2 separate regions of the Zea mays genome follow, and region 1 is linked to region 2. The links are chromatin contacts, called in public Hi-C maps. All regions are on one chromosome and are shown on one strand. The core of a region is the stretch at or near the end of the contact, and the rest is flanking DNA. Distances in the headings are between cores, read along the strand shown.

What was found. Hi-C and Micro-C count contacts between places; a contact is called where the count stands out from the background.
Region 1: a Hi-C map of leaf shows a contact between it and region 2, with 4 times the contacts expected there. The contact joins the enhancer-like site here to the promoter of LOC100193379 in region 2.

The regions. Positions count from the first base shown.
Region 1 is chr7:29,370,545-29,376,089 of Zm-B73-REFERENCE-NAM-5.0, reverse strand. No RefSeq gene overlaps it. Among protein-coding and RNA genes, the nearest start is that of LOC100285481, 12 kb to the left of the region's middle. Within about 2 kb of position 2,684, at least 17 of the 20 cell types and tissues checked have an H3K27ac peak or open chromatin away from gene starts, as enhancers often do. A contact at or near this core is called in leaf, where this site is marked.
Region 2 is chr7:29,547,535-29,552,640 of Zm-B73-REFERENCE-NAM-5.0, reverse strand. LOC100193379 reads right to left here and starts at 2,859. Exons shown (of 2, transcript NM_001310441.1): 1 at 2,477-2,859; 2 at 1-1,644. The coding sequence starts at 2,544. The coding sequence ends at 129. It also overlaps the pseudogene LOC118473016.

The sequences.
Region 1 (5,545 bases), core at 1,435-3,934, 180 kb after region 2:
TTTACTTTGTAGATGATTCCACATTGGTGCGCCGCACATCCTCTGTGCTGGGAGCAGATGGTGGATAGGTGGTGTTCGGCTGACTGGGACGAGGCACACAACGCTAGCCGAGAACGGCGTATGATGATGCAAGGTCCTTCCCACCACCAAGACAGCCGGAGCCTGGGCCAATATGCCGAAGCATGGGTACGCCCTCTTTTTTATTTAGATATATAGCATTGGATTAGATATTATTTCTAACTATCTCGTTGGTTTTCTTGCAGTCGGCGTCACATGGTGGCCGGCCTTGCTCCACCTTCTCGGCCTATGCTATGGCCCATAAGGGCAAGGCGACGTCCGACGTCACCTACAACCCGAATGACGGGCCCGAGGCCTACACCAACCCCGCCGTCTACAGCCGCCTTCATGACGACACCGCCATGGCGCAGGAGGTCCATGGCCCAGATTATGATCCGAGCACCGAGCCGATCGACCCCGATGTGCTCATGAGGGTCGGAGGAGGCAAGAGACATGGGCGGTACTAGATTGCCGACAGGGCAATCGACTCGTCCTCCACTCCCACTCTGTCTCAGGTGCGAGCAAGGAGCACAGGCTCGAGTCCAGCCATACGACCTCAGCACGACAGCTCACAACATCGCATACAACAACTCGAGGTTAGTGGTTCTGTAACTCGTGCTTCCTTGAGTTATATACCTTCTCTTTGAGTTACTATAACGTTGGCTTGTAATATTACAGACCCAACTAGAAGAAGAGAGGAGGGAACGTCAAGAGATGGAGGCGAGGATAATGGCGGAGCGGGAGGCTCGCCTGGTGGCTGATCAGAGGATGGCAGAGACGTTCCAGTACATGCAGAGCCTTGGCGCCGAACAGAGTTTTGCTCCGCCACCTCCATTGTTCCCTGCAGTTGACCCTGCTCTATTCCATACTCTTGTGAGTATCAAAATTGTAGTTACATGTTGGTAATGCATATAGTATAACACATGCAATCTCTTCTCTGTGCAGGGCCAATCTGGGGCGGCATCCAACAACCCTCATGAAGGGTTCAGCCCAACGCAGCACCAGTCCAACCGCCCACCTCCATGAGAGTTATGTTTTTAGTGTTTCGAACACAAAACTTATGTTGAATACTTGTCAGAGCTTGTGAACTTGTGTTGATACTTCTAAACTTCTGTTAATACTGTTTGTGTTGAGAACCTCTCAACTTATGTCAGAATTTGTGTTAATATTGTTTGTGTTGGCTATATATGTCTGTGATGATCTGTGATGTATATATGTGATATCTGTGAAATATCTTTTGTTTGTTTGGATGGAATAGGGAAAACAAATAAAAAAGGTGTGTACTGGTCACTTTGCCGAGTGTAACACTCGGTAAAGAAGTGCTTTGCCGAATGTCAGAACCATAGCACTCGACAAAGAACCAAGACCTGGGCACCGGTATAGGTTCTTTGCCGAGTGTAGTGGCTCTGGCACTCGGCAAAGAAGCACGCTTTGCCGAGTGCCATATCAAGCACTCGACAAAGTACCTGACATGGGGACCCCTCTAGCGGATTCTTTGCCGAGTGCTGTCAGTCAGACACTCGGCAAACGTAACTCCTTTGCCGAGTGTCGCCTGGAATACTCGGCAAAGACTCCGTCTCCGTCACCCGTCGCCGTAACGGCTGCTTTTCTTTGCTGAGTGCTCTCTGGCACTCGGCAAACCACTTTGCCGAGTGCCCAAGAAAAAGTAATCGGCAAAGACGGCTTTGCCAATGCGCTGTATGCCGAGCCCTCTTTGTCGAGTGCGACACTCGGCAAAGAGTTTGCCGAGTGTTTTTAAGGCTTTGCCGAGTGCTTCAGGCACTCGGCAAAGCCGTCGGTTCCGGTAGTGTCTGTTTTGTCATTGTGGAGGGCCTAGTGAGGACATGGTTGTGCTCGAGTATGACCTTTTTTTTAAAAAAAAAAACACGACCCCGTCTCTCGTGTTCATTGCGCACAGCATTGCTTTGCATTCCTTTTTTGCTTGTTTTTCCATGATCACGGTCTGATCCTCTACTATGAGTAATTTTATCAGCAAATGAGCATTCAAAATCTTGCGCTCGGCCACCGTTTCTCTTCCTATTTTTCCTCATGTTAAATCCAAATAACACAGCGTACGTCTCATAGAGATCATATGCTTCACTCATGCTATGGAAGTGAATATGCAGAGTTGGCATGAACTTTTTTGTGATCATCGGATCCTGCAGTTTTGTTAGGTAATTTCTTACTAGCAATTGAAGAACATCTAGCTAGAGTATGTCTGCAGAATAAATACTTACACGGGTGTACAACTGTAATGCCCAGTTTTTTTGTTAAATAAAGTGGGAAAATAGTTAGCTATATATTATGCGGATCTTTTAATTATTTAACATACATGCACACCATCATATCTAATTGTTTTAATCAATTAATGAATAAAGATATGTAAGTATACATCCCATGCTGGATTTTTTTTGTGTTGCATTTAATTTGAAATTAAGGATTCAAATCATATTTTAATTTGAGTTCAGATTTAAAAATAATAATGATAGGAAAAAGAAATAGAAAATAAAAACAAGAGATAAAAGAAAGAAAAAGAAAACTTCACGTTGGGCCAGAACCCATCCAAGGCCCAGCTTACCTCGTGCATGCACCCAACCCAGCCTCGGAGCGCAACAGCTAGGCCCCGGTCGCCAGTCGCTCTGCGCGCACTCCGCGCCTTATCTTCTGTCACCGCCATGCACACACCATCATCTGTCACCGTCGCGTGGGACCGAGAGGTCAGCTCCGCTTCACCATCGATGCAGCGTCGCAGCAACGAGCTTGAAATAGAATTTGTGGGGTGGGATTCGGTTAGGATCCAAATCACTTCGTCCGGGCCTATATATCTGCGAGCATTGCGGCGTCAACCCATATGTTGGCTAGAGTCTGCACCTCGTCGTGATAGCCGCCATAGCCGAGCGTGGAAGAGAAGGGAGGTGTGCCGCCGCCGCAGTTGCTTATCCCCAACACCACGGGTTCGACGTTGGCAGTGAGTCCAGTGGGTTCAACCGAAGACGGGAAGGTTGTCCGCGTGGCGGTGCGCGGGTGTAAGGAAAATGGACCTCAGCCCATTTAACTAAATGATTTTGGTGGTTAATAATCAACATAATATGTAGACTAATGTGTTTGTATTTGTAGTTTATAGGATGTTAAAGTAACTTGGACTAAGGCATTGAGGAAGCAACACCTCAAAAAACATTATGAAGATCATAAGTGAAGATCAACAAGTATCAAGCAAAGTTCAATACTTAAAGAAAGTGTAGCCACTCACGGACCGTCCGGCTGAGAGCAGCGGACTGTCCGGTGGCACACCTAACAGTCTGATGCCACCCGACGGACTGTTTAGTGCACCAGGGAACTGCAGCCCAACGACTAGCTCCTGGTGGCACTATGGAGGAGAGCCACCGGACTGTCTGGTGCAAGGCTGACACGCGGCAACGATCACCTACAGCGTTCATATCCAATGGCTTGTGGGGCACCAGACACAACACTAGACTGTCCGGTGTACCATAGAGAGCAGCAATTTTTCTCTATCAGCTAGTTTCGAGTTGGGGCCTATATATACATCACCCAACCGACCATTTGAAGGTGTGGGAGCTCAAGTAACATACCAACACATGTTATAGACATTTCCAAGTGCTCATACACCCAAGTGCTTAATAGAATCACTCGGTGATTAGTGTAGGTGCTTTGCGTAGTGCTTAGGTTAGTTAGACCGCTTATGCGCTTGCTCAAGGTTGTTCCTAGTTAGTTGAGTGAGTTTAGAAAAACCCACAAAACCCCTCGGCTCTTGTGCGAGTCGTTGTAATATTGTACCGAGTGGGACGAGAGTCTTGCGAGATCGTGACAACCGAGTTTGTGTCACGGCCACCACCTTGTACTGGAGAGAACGAGGCTCGCGGCGTTTCAAACGAAAGCTCGATAGTGGAGACGGCAGGGAGCGTCCGAGAGGAGCCGGAAGTGGAGCACCACTTGCGCGTGGAGAAGGCCCGTGGCTCTCTATAGAGTTATTCGACCGTGGTTCTTGGCCCTCGCGTAGGATACCCTTTGTGTAGGGGCACCAACAAGGATTAGTCGGGACCTTGCGTGGTTTTGGATACCTTGGTAAAAATACCGGCGTCATCGACGAGAGTTTGCTTTATCTACTAGCTCCTTAATCTTCCGCATTTACTCTCTCTACTTAAGTTACAATCTTTACTATTCTTAGTGTAGAATTTTTAGGATTGGAACTTAGGTTACACAACTCCTTTTTGCGGTAGAGATAGCAACATAGACAAAACTGAGTTTGCACATTCTAGATTGATTATTTGCATAGGTTTTGTTCTAGGGATTTATTTGTTGCCTAGTTTAGAGATATTTTTTAGAAGTCCTAATTATTCTCCTCTTAGGCGTCACCATTTCCTACAGCGGGATCGCTCAATAGGCGTGTGATTCCTCGTCGAACTTGGTGGCCACCGCAAAGCTGCGGGATGACGTGGTTGAGGGGCTTCATTGCATTGTTGTCGGTAATATCTCCCTCTCATCGTTTGTTGTCATCTCTTCCTAGCATACCACTGGGCGCTATTGGGTTTAATGGGTTTGGTGGCCATGAATTCCTCACCGGCGTTGATCACCGTCATGGAGCCCTAAACCTTTGTCACGGGCGGAGCCCTTTATGCTGCGCCCTTTGGTAGTATACCTACCAATGTGTTTGCAATGATGTCTGCAACGAGAAGGGCTAGGTGGATTAAGGTTTGGGGCAATGGAGGACCGATTGGGGCACTCCGGCATGGCCTCTGCCATGTGTAGGGGCGCCGCCGCCTTGGCTGGCGTCGTAAGGGGATAGTTTGAGGACCGTTGATCTGTAAGCAAGGGATCGGGATTAGATCTTAGATGTCAGTTCGGTTGGGGAAATCAGGGCGGTCTGTTTAGGATCACACGGATAGGATGAGATCTCCCCCATTTTAAAATCGATGCCGTAGATCTTGGATCTAGTGGCCACAAACGCGTACTGGTTTGGTTTTTAGGAGATTTAATCTGAGTCGTAAGTTTGTGATTGGGTTGCTCCACACATACCCCTTCAGCCATGGTTCTTTTATTAAAGAGTCCTTAGGGAAGCTCCAAATTAACCCTCCATCCACCCTTATTCAAAGAACATTGCTAGCAGACCCAAAAATTTATAAGAGTGACCCTACACTCTCTAGAAATAATAGCCATCGTCCGGGTAGAATAATACAAATAAGAAAATTCGAAGTTTAATATAAAATTTATCCCAAAACATATTTAATCCATAACTTCTCTGTTTTAATTCTGATTTTAGTGGTTCTCGAACCTACAGTTTCATCTCGGCGCATATAATATTATTATGTAGTTTGTTCTCATATTTGGTGTGATGTTAATTTTTGTTTATATATTGTTTGTTTGTATTGTTGCGAATAGACGAGCAAGTGAACGAGGAACCAGAAGCACAACAGGTTGAAGAATCTAAACAGGAGCTCGCAGAAGGGAAGTTGTGTCCTTGATCACATTT
Region 2 (5,106 bases), core at 1,610-4,109:
TGCTGTAACTATAACCTGTGACACTTCACAGGTTTTATTTACACTTGGTCTGTGTTGTAACTTGTGGCATCCTACCCAGAAAAAACTGAACGAAACAATATTCCTACATGACACAGGTAATGGCAAAATTAGCAAAATGTGACTCCATCTTCCGTAGAACGCTTCCTCTTGGCACTTGTAGTCCTTCGCTCTTGAATCTCATAAGTATTGGCATAGCTGTAGTAGGGGGGTATTGGAGATCTCCATGATAGGACCTCAAATTTTCTGCAAGTCTTCATGCTTCCATACACCACATCGTGGACTCTTATCTTAGGAACCTCCTCTTGTGAAGAGCAATGATACTGACGATGAATAGTGAAATATTCAGAAGCTGTACCCATTCGGCTAATCCTTATTGGTCTGTTCTGGTTCAGAAGATCGTATGGATGCGTGCCGAATCTGGAGACATGCTTCTGGACGAACACTCTGAAGAACCTCAGAACCTTGCACCAAAAGTGGATGTTAAAATTGTTCCTCATCAAATAACAGATGATGTACGCGGCGTTGATTGAACGATTCTGCGTTCTGGCTATCTCCATGGCTACCTGTGCAAGCCTTGGGTGTGTCTCAGGATCCATGCTTCCAAACGCAAGTGTCTTGAAGAAATACCAGTATGCTTCATGAGATAGATGCTTCAGAGCTAGAGCCTGTGCTGTTCCAAACTTTGCAGCTCTGTCTGAACTGCTTGTGACTACGATTTTACTCCCGCTACAAAAGCTCCGTTTGCAAGCAAGATAGAACCTGTTCCAAGCATCTTCATGGAGATTTCCAGATAGTTCTATAACAACTAGCGATCTCTTGTCTTTGTTCCAGTTCGACACTTGATTCTGATGCTCCATTGCATATCCCTGTCTGAAAGCTCGCTCGTCATCTGTAAAAGCAAGGTCATTCAGCCACAAGATTTCTGAGAAATGATCTTGGACTCTTTCATCTTTGCAAACATGAGCGACTAGGGTGCTCTTGCCGACTCTGCATGGACCGATAATTGGCAGGACCTCCAGTTCTTCAGAGCTATGAGGCTGTGTGTGCAGCAAAAAATTAATGACAAGTTCTGCTTCCACCTGGCGACCAAACATGCAGTTACCCAGTAAGATATGCATGCTGTAAGGTTGGCGATGCAGACGAGGGTAGCTCGCCAAGAACATCACCAACTCATTCAGATCAACAATCATGGAGCCCAATCTGTCAAGTGCCTCTTGTAGTTGTTCCCGAGACTGTGCAGTTCGACTGAAGAAATAGGGATCCTTTGCAAAGGGTAACTTGGATAGGGACATGAATCCACTCACAACTTGAACACTGTCGTCCTCTCCATAGTGAGGCTTGTACCTGAAGGCGTCGAGTGCGTAAGAGCCCCGGTGCATGGCATCTCTCAGCATGCCTAACTGCTGGATCATGGCTTGATTTGGAATGTGCCGCCCCATGGCCTCCTCGTCGATGACCTGTGCTCGGAGAAGAGTCCTTTGTAGGCTTTCCTCCATGGCAAGTGTCGGCGGCTTCGAGAACTTGTTGATGATGAAATTTATTGATCTAGTCACCAATTCACCCAGGGCTACAGAAAGGAAACTTTCCATGTGAGCCCGTCCTCTCTTTCTCAGGAAGAGAACACTGCAAGATGGGTAAGAAAACACAAGGTGAGTTTTAATGTTTCTCAAACTATGTATGCTATGCTTCACGTCAAAGCTCCCAGGAGAGAAAGGGCGTCGGTTTCAAGAAGAAAAGACATATAAAGAGACATACACAGAGTCAATAGTCCCTGCACATGTATGACCTTTGGGACTGCTTTTGCCTTCACATGGTTATTCTGATTGACTTTTTATTTTTCTTTGACAGTTGAATTCCTTGCCTTCACTATGCGTTTTTACTATGCGATTGGTTGCAATAATAGGATGGGACGACCCCTCAAATAAAACGATCCCTCAAATAAGATTGTTTGGTTTAGGGTCAAGGGTTGGGATATGATTATCCCAGTGTTGTCCCCAGTTGTTTCTCAAAATTAGAGGGACAAAAGAGGACGACAGGGGATGTCCCTGTCCTGCAACCAAACACGCCCTAAGTGAACCACTGAGCCATTACCATGTATGATCCGTGTAATTACTCTGTAGACCACCTATGATATCAAGGTCACAAAAATCAGATTGTTAGCTTAGCAACTGATATACTGTAGTTCTGCATACCAGCTAATAACCACATTAAAAAGTGTGTCCTTGGATACCTTTGAGGCCCGGAGAGACTTCAGATCAATGGTGAAGAGTACATCGCAAGTCCGCACAAAAAACTACACCGACGCCATCCACAAAACTAAGCTAACCAAATCAATAAAAGGCCGAGAAGGCACCGACAGGGAGCAGCGTGTCAAACTTGATGGCTCTGGTCTGTAGCCAACTCCCATCTCCCCGAGCTGGTGCCTCCCTCGCCCACAGGTAGATCGTGGACTTGCCTGTCATGGCGAGTCCCAGACGACCATCGTCCCTGGTGGCGAGCACAACGCGCTGCCAGTCCAGGCATGGCAGCGGCGGCATCTCCCGCGTGCCCACCCAAGTCGTACTCCAGGGCCGTCGCGCTCGTCTGGAATGCGAGGTAGAGCGTGTTCCCGGCGAGCGGGCTGGTGCGAAGTCGACGTTTTCGTCGGGTCTCGCCGAGCGGACGTGGGCATGTTCAACGCGCCCGCCTCCGACGACTAGACGTGAGCGAACATCTCCGCGTGGTGGGTGCCCACCACGATGACGAGGAAGTGGCCACCGCAGCAGCAGTCTGAGGTGGTCACAGGCGGAGGCGGTCGTAGCGCCGCAGAGCGGCGTTCTACCTGTGTGTGTGTGTGTGTGTGGGGGGGGGGGGGGGGGGGGGGGGGGGGGGGGGGGGGGGGGTGGGGGGGGTGTAGAGCGACCAGGGGAGGCGGGTCAGGTCCGTGCGGCGGCCCGTGGCGAGTCCCAGACGGCGAGCTCCCGGTCAACGGGCGCGTCGCGGGGGGTGTCCCGGCGCAGGAGGGCGCGGCCATGTCGGGCGTCGAGCGCGCGCCAGCCGCCAAGGAGGAGGCCCTCCGCGGGTGCGGGGCGGAAGGTGGAGGGGGCACGAAGCGGGTCCCCGCGCCGGCGTTGGCGAGGAACCCAGCATCGGGAGCTCCGAACCCCCACATGGAGGTGGTGGTCGCGGTAGCGGCGGCGGCACCGCGGGCCCGTGAGGCCGTGACGATGCGATTGTACACGAAGGGCGATTAGGAACACAGTTTTTTTCCTAATAATATTGTGGAATTTAAGAATACCTCGATGTTCAAAACTAAACTATTTACCGTCCAGTTCATTTTTGAAATAAATGACGACAAATAAAAAAAACAAAAAGTATATTATACATAATGGTGTTTGAGAATGTAGGTAAAATCTCTATGTTCAAAACTAAAGTATTGTGAATACTAAATTGTTTTAAGGTGTTGTAAATTTTTTTCTCGATGAAAAGTTTTCGTTCTTAAACAATAGGGATGAAAGTGGTAATCTAAACTATTAAAACAAAATTAATATTTTAAAATATATATGTATCAAATTTGATGTTGATCTTTTTTTATGTTATTAAGTACATTATTTCAAATAAGAATAAATATTGCATAAATCTCTACTACTCTATAAGACTCTAATGTAGACCGTGTGCACCGTGGTTCTACCCTATCTCTCTCTCTGCCCGTAGGATCTCCGACAGATAGGATCTAGACGCTCGTCCCCCTCCCGGCCTCCACTTCGCCTCCTATCCCGCGTGTCTTCCCCGCCTCGCTCAGATCCACGCGGGTGCCTGTGCCATGAATCGCCACCACCCAACGCCTCCTCCCCTACGCGTCTTCCCCGTCACCGTCGGCCAACAAGAACGTCCGCTCCGCCGTCGCCGGCCAACAACCTCCGCATCGAGCACAAGCTGCGCGTCCTCCCCCGTTTCCGCGACATGGCGTCATCCTCGGGCGTCTCCACGGGCCAATAGGAGCGTTCGCACCCCCTCCCCTATGTCACCGACAACAGCCTCCCTCCACAATAAGTGCTCGCTACGCGTCCCCACCGGCGGCGAACAGCCTCTGTAACAACCGCGCGTACGCCCCGCTGACCCGCTGGTCGGCCTGCTGCCTCTCGGGATATAAGAATGCGACCACTTCTTCATCTCCACAAGCGCCACTCAACCCACCCGACCTACAATGAGTGGTGCCAGTTCATCTGCGACGGCGAGGTCCATTCCTCTTCCACACCTCCTCCGTCCACTACTGTTGTTTGCTATAAAAAAAATTCAACCTCAACTGCTTCGAATCCACTGCTTTGTGAGTGAATTGTTGTGTTTTACCAATCCATTGTTGATAGGTTTTTGTGCGTGAGCTCCTGAATATGTTTGAGGTACCTACTGTTTTTAGGATATTCCTCTTTGTATTCTTTGTGATTTGTGGTGATGACCACATTAAGGAGTTCTTGATGAACTTTGGCACTTTGTGTTGTGCATATTCCATCTTCGGATAGTATATGAAATTGGTGATGACCACATTAGGGCTTGTTCGGTTAGCTCTCAATCCATATGGATTGAGTGGGATTGGATGGGTTTGAATCCCAAACACGTCAAACTTCTTCTTAATTTTTTCTAATCCCATCCAATCCATGTGTATTGGAAATAACCGAACAAGGCCTTAAGGAGTTCTTATTAATATAAGTGCAATGAAAAGATTTTATGGCCACTTTGCTCATTAAATGGTGCCTCTACCATGAACCGATTGTTTTTCTAAATAAATGATATGAACATGTGTAGAGTAAATTATTTTGTTACCATGTCATGTTGAAATATTGAAGTGCTATCTTTTTTCTTGCAGATCCATACCAGGGGGAGTTTTTCCTAAGACAATCGAAGAGTACTTGCATCCTGGAACTAAGAAATGCATTATGTTTAGTGGAAAAGGATCACTTCTTGATGGTAATTATCTGAGCTTGTTCCTCTACATGTAAATTTCGAGTGACTATTTCTGTAACTGTCTTCCCAGCCCAGTTCATATAAAACAAGCAGAATTCCTTTTATAGTTCCTGACTAGAGTTGGATTTAACTCTAGCGAAATGG